Linked DNA regions of Oryctolagus cuniculus: region 2 is linked to region 1. A link is a contact called in public Micro-C data. All regions are on one chromosome and are shown on one strand. The core of a region is the stretch at or near the end of the contact, and the rest is flanking DNA. Distances in the headings are between cores, read along the strand shown. Region 1 has its middle 20 kb from the start of TMEM45A. Region 2 has its middle 6.7 kb from the start of ADGRG7.

Region 1 (4,161 bases), core at 732-3,231:
AGAGAAAGAGAGAGCAGTCTCCCACCCGCTGGCTCAGTCCCCAAATAACTGCAACAGCTAGAGCTGGGCCGATCTAAAGCCAGGAGCCAGGAGCTTCTTCTGGGTCTTCTCCCACATGGGTGCAGGGGCCCAAGGACTTAGACCATCCTCTACTGCTTTCCCAGGCCATAGCAGAGAGCTGAATCAGAAGTGGAGCAGCCAGGACCCAAACCAGTGCACATAAGGGATGCTGATACTGCAGACCAGGGCTTTAACCTGCTATGCCACGGTGCTGGCCTCTTCCTGTTTTTCATACCAGAACTCCTTATTTTGATACTCAGCACTTATTATATCTTGTTGTGTCAGTCAAATATCAATCTAAGCATGTCTATTTTACCGAGTAAAATTGAAGTTCCTTTAGGGTTAAGAACTGTGTCTCACCCATCTTGGTGATCCCAACAGCGCCTATTATACTGCAGCCATGTAACCCCTAGGAAATACTCATGGATTAGTGAAGTAGAGAGGAAATTGAGTTTTGATGAGCTTATAACACTCAGGAAAAGCTTCACTGCTCAGAACATATTGGCTTCACATACAGTCAACGAGTCTGATTTTCCAATTACCAGTTGTTGATTCATTCATCCATTCTTTCAACAAGGCTGTTCCTGCTCTATCCTGTTTGCCAAGAAAATAATCTTGGCTTAAAATGGAGATTACCTTCATGTTTTTCCCACTTCAAAAATGTCTTTGGGACTGGCATGGTGGTGCAGTGGATTAACACCGTGGCCTGAAGCACCGGCATCCTATACAGGTGCCGGTTCGAGAGCTGGCTGCTCCATTTCCCATCCAGCTCTTTGCTATGGCCTGTGAAAGCAGTAGAAGATGGCCCAAGTCCTTAGGCCACTGTACCCGCATGGGAGACCCGGAGGAAGCTCCTGGCTCCTGGCTTTGGATCGGCGCAGCTCCAGCCTTTGTGGCCATCTGGGGAGTGAACCAGCAGATGGAAGACCTCTCTCTCACTGTGTGTGTGTGTGTGTCTCCTCTCTTTGTGTAACTCTTTCAAATGAAAAAAAAAAAGTGTCTTTAGCTTCCAGCCACAGAACTGACAGTGACTAATGAAGGCAACTTGATAAAGTAGCTGAAGTGGTATAGCAATGTTGCCACCTGTAATGTATCCTTCCATGAAATTAATCAGGTCATATGACTTAAACACTCAAAACCTTCCTGTAACTTTCCATAGCACTTAAGCTAACAACCAGCCAGGCCTTAGATTATCTGGCTTTGGCATTTTCCAAACTCAGTTCCCACTGCATGCTTTTGTTCACTCCTTTCCAGCAATACCTTACTATTGGTAAACAAAGCCAGCCAGCTCTCACCTCAGTGCTTTCGCACGGCTGTACCCCTGCCTGGGACCTTTTTCCCTCATTTCATTCATACCTCGGCTCCAACATCATCGCATCAGATGGGTGTTTTTGGAATCCTATCTAAAAGATCATCATCTCTGTGCTCCTGATTTTATGCTACGCATTTCTTTGATTGTTGTTTGCTATCTATCTACATCATGGGAATGCCAGCTCCTTAAAGCCAGCAGCTTTGATCTGTTTTTCTTGTTGTATTCCCAGCGCACTGCAGGCAGGCAAAAAAAAAATGAATCTTGGCAATTATTAAGCAAGGGAGAGACTCAGAGAAAATGAATCAAGGCACGTTCTATTGTAGCAAGGTATGACTGGATCCTGGGATCTAAGCCACTTAACAGCTACAGGGCACACACTTGCCGAAGCTGGACAAAATACAGGGTTTCATAATTCACTATTGATTTTTTTCCCTCACATTTCTGTACTTGCAGGTAGGGAGGAGCTGTGCTCAGTCAATTAACCTGGTGACAGGCACCAAAGCTACAGTAAGAATTCAGCCAAAACAGCATTACATAATCCAAGGTTGGCATAGAAGGTTAAAACTCCAAAGACAGAAAAATAGAATTTATAACCCCTCCCTCACTTCGCAGCCTTGAGTTTCCCATTGTGTCAAGTGTGAATCATCTTCATGGTATTTTACATCCTTGCTGTGCCCCATGGAGATAACCAGCTTGTCACCTTCCTTCATCTGTACCTTTAAGGATATTGATAAATCATAAAAATAATCAAGCATTTAAATGGTTTAATCCAATCTCTGAGGGTTTCGATAGGAAATGCTGCAGTTCTCTCCTGTCTGTTTGAAAGTACTGATAGTGATTTTAATCATTGGCCTTCTGCGTCCGGCATTACCTGTCCAAATGTTGGTTCAAGTTTGCCCTCTAGAGGAGAATAGCCAGAATGCCTTGAGAGTGTTGCTGAAAGGCACGATGTTCTCAACTCCATCACTTGGCTTTACTAGTTGACTCTTATTTTCTGTTTCATATGCTTCTACATTATTGAAGGTGTATCAGCAGTTACCTTTATGAGCAAAAATGTTTGTATTTTAGGGAGTGAAAATAGTAACTTTGAACACAATTTTTCATTCTGAGAGACTAATAAATATAAGGGTATTTCTAAAAGTTCATGGAAGGGGGCCAGTGCTGTGGCCCAGTGGGTAAACTGCCGCCACCGCCTGCAGTGTCGGCATCCCATGTGGGCACCGGTTCAAGTCCTGGCTGCTTCACTTCTGATCCAGCTCTCTGCTATGGCCTGGGAAAGCAGTGGAAAATGGCCCAAGTCCTTGGGCCCTTGCACCAGCGTGGGGAGACCTGGAGGAAGCTCCCGGCTCCTGTCTTCGGATCGGCCCAGTTCCAGCCATTGCAGCCATTTGGGGAGTGAACCAGCGGATGGAAGACTCTCTCTCTGCCTCTGCTTCTCTGTGACTCTGCCTTTCAAATAAATAAATAAATAAAATCTTTAAAAAGAAAAAGTTCATGGAGGAGCAAACCTCTAGTCTTATGGTTAAGATGCCCAAGTCCCACATTGAAGTGCCTCGGTTTTATTCCTAGCTCTGGCTCCTGACTCCAGTTTCCCATCAGTGTAGACAATAAGGGTACAGTGGTGATGGCTCCAATAATTAGGTTCCTGCCATCTACGTGGAAGACCTGGGTTGTATTCCAAATTTCCAGGCTTTGGCCCTCACCCAACTCCAGCCCTGGGAATGAACCAATGGAAGGGAATGTGTTCTCTCTCTCTTCCTCTCAGATAAATAAATAATAAAAATTTAACTTTGAAAAGTTCATGGAGAATTCTATTATGAAAAAAAATGTGCATGAATTTCAAAACTTTTTTAGGAGAAAATAAACTTACCTCCGTTGTGGGGCTTTTCAAATGAGGACACAGGACACGGGAGCGTCCATTCTCAGAGTGTGCCAATGGATAGTCATGCGCTCCCACTTTTATTTAGAGGGTACCAACAATTCTACAAGCCACCGTAGGCAAGGTTATATATCAACTTAAGGATCTGGGAAAAGGAATTTGGTCTGGTGGTCTAAGATAGGGATTAGAGCTGTGTTGTAAATCTTCAGAGACAAACCCATTTAAATGCTCCTACAAATTTACAAATTCCCAAAAATGCCCCCAGGTACCAATTAACATCCATTAGGCCCCTGCTGCTCCCGAGGCCACATTCCTTGGGGGTGGGTGCGCCCATCCCCCTGGGAGCAAAAACTGTGGCCATGCCTCTAATTTCAGAAGAGTTTGCTGTCTGAGAGATACTTATGCAGCATCTTCTACACTCCTCCATGTTGTAGTGGGATTCATGAACAGAGACAAGACACCAAGGCCTTCAACAGGAAGCAGTCTTGATGATGATGATGGTGATGATGATGGTATAAGGTTCAGTTGGATTCATATCCAAAAAGACTAAGCCCCAAAGAAAGAGAAGCATTTCCTTATATGTCTTTTTAGTTTCTTATTCCCCAAAATGTGGTTATACACATACATTTCATTGGATATTCTAATGGTATGTGGCAGTTCAAGGAAGCAATGCAATACTGAGCATGCATACATAGTTACTGATGATATTTAACTGGTTTTCCTTAAATACATTAGTATTTCTTCCACATACTTACTGAGCTGTATGCTCTCTGGCAAGACTCTGTGCTAGCAAGCAGAGGCTGAAACAGTTACAGGCAAGCAGGTAATGACTACAATCCATTCCCTGGATACATTTCTTTCTTCTTTGATTTCCATTTTGGGAATACAATTGAGGATATCAAGTACTGCA
Region 2 (4,161 bases), core at 1,091-3,590, 140 kb before region 1:
CCACCACCCTCAGTTTCTAACCTGGTCGTCACCAGAGGGCAGAGAGAAAGGGATCAAAAAAGCTTCTCCAGACGAGAAGGAAGTCACCAGGTGACTGACTGGCTTCCTTTGACCCCTCCCACTTGGCTCTGTAGGCCTTTGTTCTCCAAGAGCTTCCAGCTCTTCCCAGAGCCAGGTGTTCCAGATAGGGCCTCAAGGGCTAACTGCCTTCTGCAGGGGAAACCAGCACTTTTGTGTGGAAAGTAACTCCTTTAATGCCAGTAGCAGGCTGTTGTCTGTGAAACTACAGAATGTTTCATAGAAAACACCAGACAGGGATTCACGTGCGCTTCAGAACATGAAAGAAAAGGAATTTTTTTTTTTTTTTGGTTTTAAATTTACATCTGCATCTTGCCCCAACCCTCCCACTGTCTCTTTTGACTTATTCCTTTTTTTTGTTTATTTCCCTGCTTTGTCCTCTTTGATTCCTTCCCTTCTACATCTCCAAAGTCTGAGCTGGGGCGGAGATAATGGTCAACCATGGTCTGAGAGACGTAATACAGGAAATAGTTTGATCTTCTTATTTTCCTTCTGGAGTCCTCATTAAGTGAAAGGCAACCCTGGAGTTCATGGCAGCTGAGCAAGACCATCAGCAGAGAGGTATTCCTGCATCAACCCCAGCTCTTCTGAAAGTGGTAATAGGAAGTCATAAGCTGAGGCAAGATGAGCTGATGTTTTCAATGTTCTGCATAAAATAGCACTAACATTTACAATGTGAGGAGATTATATTCTGGATCCTAAATCTTTCCATTTGCTTTGTTGTTTTCATGAACGTGTAAGTATCAGTTACCTACTATTGCTGTACAACAGATCACCCCAAAACTTTGGGACTTAAAGGCACCAGCCACTGACTCTTGGAGAGGACCCAGCAGGGATGGCTTTGCTCCACAAGTTTGTTTGGCTGAGGCATCTGAAACTGAACCCAAGCTTGGGAGTCCAAGATGGCCCTCCTTACTGTCTAGGGTCTCAGCTGCGACAAGGTTGGCTGGACCTCTCTCAAACTTACAATCTTTCCTCCTCTGGAGTCTCCTTTCTTAAGAATCCACCCCAACAGAACAGCTTTGTTTCTTTGCATGGAAGCTGAGTTTCAAGATAGCAACAGTAGAGAACAAGACCTTTTGAGGTCTAGGACCAGAAATTGTTCCATGTTGCTTCTACCACATTATAGTGGTTAAAGAAAGTCTCAAATCCAGTCCAGATTCAAGGGTAGAGGGGGCTCCAAATTTATGAATTCAGGAAAGCGGGATTCATCAGGAGCTAAAATAGTTCCTTTTATTTACCAATTTGTCTAGGCTATGGTAACCCAGATATTTGCCCAAACATTATTCTAGATGTTTCTTTTTTTAGATTTATTTATTTATTTATTTATTTATTTATTTAAAAGGCAGAGTTACAGAGACAGAGAGAGGAAAAGACAAAGAGAGATGTTTCATCTGCTGGTTCACTCCCCCAAATGGTTGCAATGGCTGGAGCTGGGCTGGTCTGAAGCCAGGAGCCAGGAGATTCTTCCAGGTCTCTCACATGGATACAGGGGCCCAAGCACTTTGCCCATCTTCCACTGCTTTCCCAGGCACATTAGCAGGGAGCTGGATCACAAGTGAAGCACCCAGGTCTCAAACACACACCCATATGGGATGCCGGCATCTCAGGCAGTGGCTTAACTAGCTACACCAGAGTGCCAGCCCATCAATGTTTCTGTGATGGCATTTTAAAATGAGAATGAACATTTACCATTTAAATGGATAGACTTGGAGTAAAACAGATTACCCTGCATAAAGCGGATGGGCCTCAACCAGTCAGTTAGTTACAGGCCTTGGTAGAAACAGAGGAACAAGGGGATTTTACCAGCAGACTGCCTCTGTACTTTAACTGCAGTACCAACTCTCCCCAGCCTGCTAGTCTACCCCACATATTTTGAACTTGCCAGCCTCTACAATTGCATAAGCTAATTCCTTAAAATCCCTCTCTTCTTATTTACATGTACATTTATATGTATATGTGCATATGTTTGTGCATGCATGTGTGTGCGTGTGTGTGTGTGTGTGTGTGTATAAACACACGTATCCTATTGGTTCTAGTTCTCTGGATGACTAATACAGGGACCTTTTTGCAATAAGCACCCTGCATTTTCCAAGACAGGAAGGCCCATAATGCCTGGAATGATGATTAATGGCTCAACATACCCAAGGACACTAGGTAGAGAGCCAGTGTATAAAACATTAGAGGACATGAAGGATAACAAGTACAGCAGCCACTAGCTGACAAATGATTCACAAGCATAAAAACTACCTACTTGAGAAATGTTGAAATGACAAAGACTGATTCAGAAAACCGGCCAAACTGGTTGAGCCATAAAACAGTACAAGTATATAACCAAGTCAGTTTCACAACAAGGATAATGTACTTTATGATTGGCAATAAACTTGGGCGAGCTTTATCTTCATTGCTGGCATTTGCTGTATGTGTTATCTTCAGCATACCATGCTCCAGCTCTAGCACATGCCCTATTTTGAAATCAAAAACATTAAGCTTAAAGCTAATGCTAGGGGCAGGCATTGTGGTGCAGCAGATTAAGCTGCTTGGGACACCCACATCCCATATCAGAGTGTATGGATCCAGCTTCCTGCTATTGCACCTGGAAGGCCCAAGTACTTGAGTTCCTGCCTCCCCTGTGGGAGATCTGGAGGGAATTCCTGGCTACTGGCTTTTGCCTGGCCTAGCCCTGGCTTGTTGCTGGTATCTGGGGAGTGGATCAAAGTGCTCTCACTCTCTCTCTCTCTCTCTCTCATCCTGTCACTTTGCCTTTCAAATAAATAAATAAATCCTTTTAAAAAACTAATGCGGGGCAGGGGGGCAGCGCTATGGTGCAGGGGGTTAAAGCCCTGGCCTGAAGCACCAGCATCCCATATGGGTGCTGGTTCTGGTCCTGGCTGCTCCTCTTCCGATCCAGCTCTCTGCTGTGGCCTGGGATAGCAGTAGAAGAAGGCACAAGTCCTTGGGCTCCTGCACCCATGTGGGAGATCCGGACGAAGCTCCTAGCTCCTGGCTTCGGATTGGCACAACTCTGACCATTGTGGCCATCTGGGGAGTGAATCAGAGGAGGGAAGACCTTCTCTCTCTCTCTCTCTCTCTCTCTCTCTCTGTAACTCTGTCTTTCAAATAAACAAAATAAATTTTAAAAAAGACACTAATACTGGGGTCAGCACTGTGGCATAGTAGGCTAAGCCTCCACCCGTGGTGTCAGCATCCCATATGGGCGCCAGTTCGAGACCCAGCTGCTCCACTTCCGATCCAGCTCACTGACATGGCCTGGGAAAGCAGTAAAAGATGGCCCAAGTGCTTGGGTCCCTGCACCTCATGGGATACCTGGAAGAAGCTCCTGGCTCCTGGCTCCTGGCTCCTAGCTCCTGACTTAGGATCGACCCAGCTCTGGCTATTGGGGACATTTGGAGAGTGAACCAGTAGATGAAAGACCTCTCTCTTTCTCTCCCTCTCTCTGTCTGCAACTCTGCCTCTCAAATAAATAAACAAAATCTTTTAAAAAACTTAATGCTAATGAAATGGGGCTGTATTCATTTGCAAAGACTGCTATCACAAACTACCATAAACTGAAAGGCTCAAACATGACAAATGCATTGTCTCACAATTCTAGCAGCTAGAAAGTCAAGACCAAGATATTGGCAGGGCCATGAACAGTCCTTGAATATGCTGTGGAAAGATGTTCTCCCTGTTTCTCCTTTACTCTCTGGTGGTTTGCTTCCAGTCTTTGGTGGTCCTTGACTTTTAGATGCATCACCCCAACCTCTGCCTTGATATCTACCTGGTATCTCTCTCTCTCTCTCTCTCTCTCTCTCTCTCTTTCTCTCTCTCTCTCTCTCTCTGTGTACAATTTTCCCCTTTATATAGGAACACTTGTCATATTGGATTGGGGACTACCCTACCCTAGTATGGTCTCATCTTCATGAATTATGTTGAAATGGCACAATTTCTAAATAATGTCACATTCTGAGGTGCTGGAGTTAGGACTTCAACATATGAATTTGGGGACAGGGACACAACTTGATGCATAACAATGGACTACAGTACTAGTAAATTAAAATGTAAGATCTTCACAAAAATAAC

Evidence for each region. Hi-C and Micro-C count contacts between places; a contact is called where the count stands out from the background.
Region 2: a contact with region 1 is called in a Micro-C map of ear pinna, with 18 times the contacts expected there. The contact joins two enhancer-like sites. A contact is called at or near these places in 4 of 6 Hi-C or Micro-C datasets (ear pinna, psoas muscle, skin fibroblasts and 1 more).

Annotation. Positions count from the first base shown.
Region 1 is chr4:55,013,916-55,018,076 of mOryCun1.1, reverse strand. No RefSeq gene overlaps it. Among named protein-coding and RNA genes, the nearest start is that of TMEM45A, 20 kb to the left of the region's middle. Within about 2 kb of position 1,981, at least 2 of the 8 cell types and tissues checked have an H3K27ac peak or open chromatin away from gene starts, as enhancers often do. A contact at or near this core is called in ear pinna, where this site is marked.
Region 2 is chr4:55,152,575-55,156,735 of mOryCun1.1, reverse strand. No RefSeq gene overlaps it. Among named protein-coding and RNA genes, the nearest start is that of ADGRG7, 6.7 kb to the left of the region's middle. Within about 2 kb of position 2,340, at least 2 of the 8 cell types and tissues checked have an H3K27ac peak or open chromatin away from gene starts, as enhancers often do. A contact at or near this core is called in ear pinna, where this site is marked.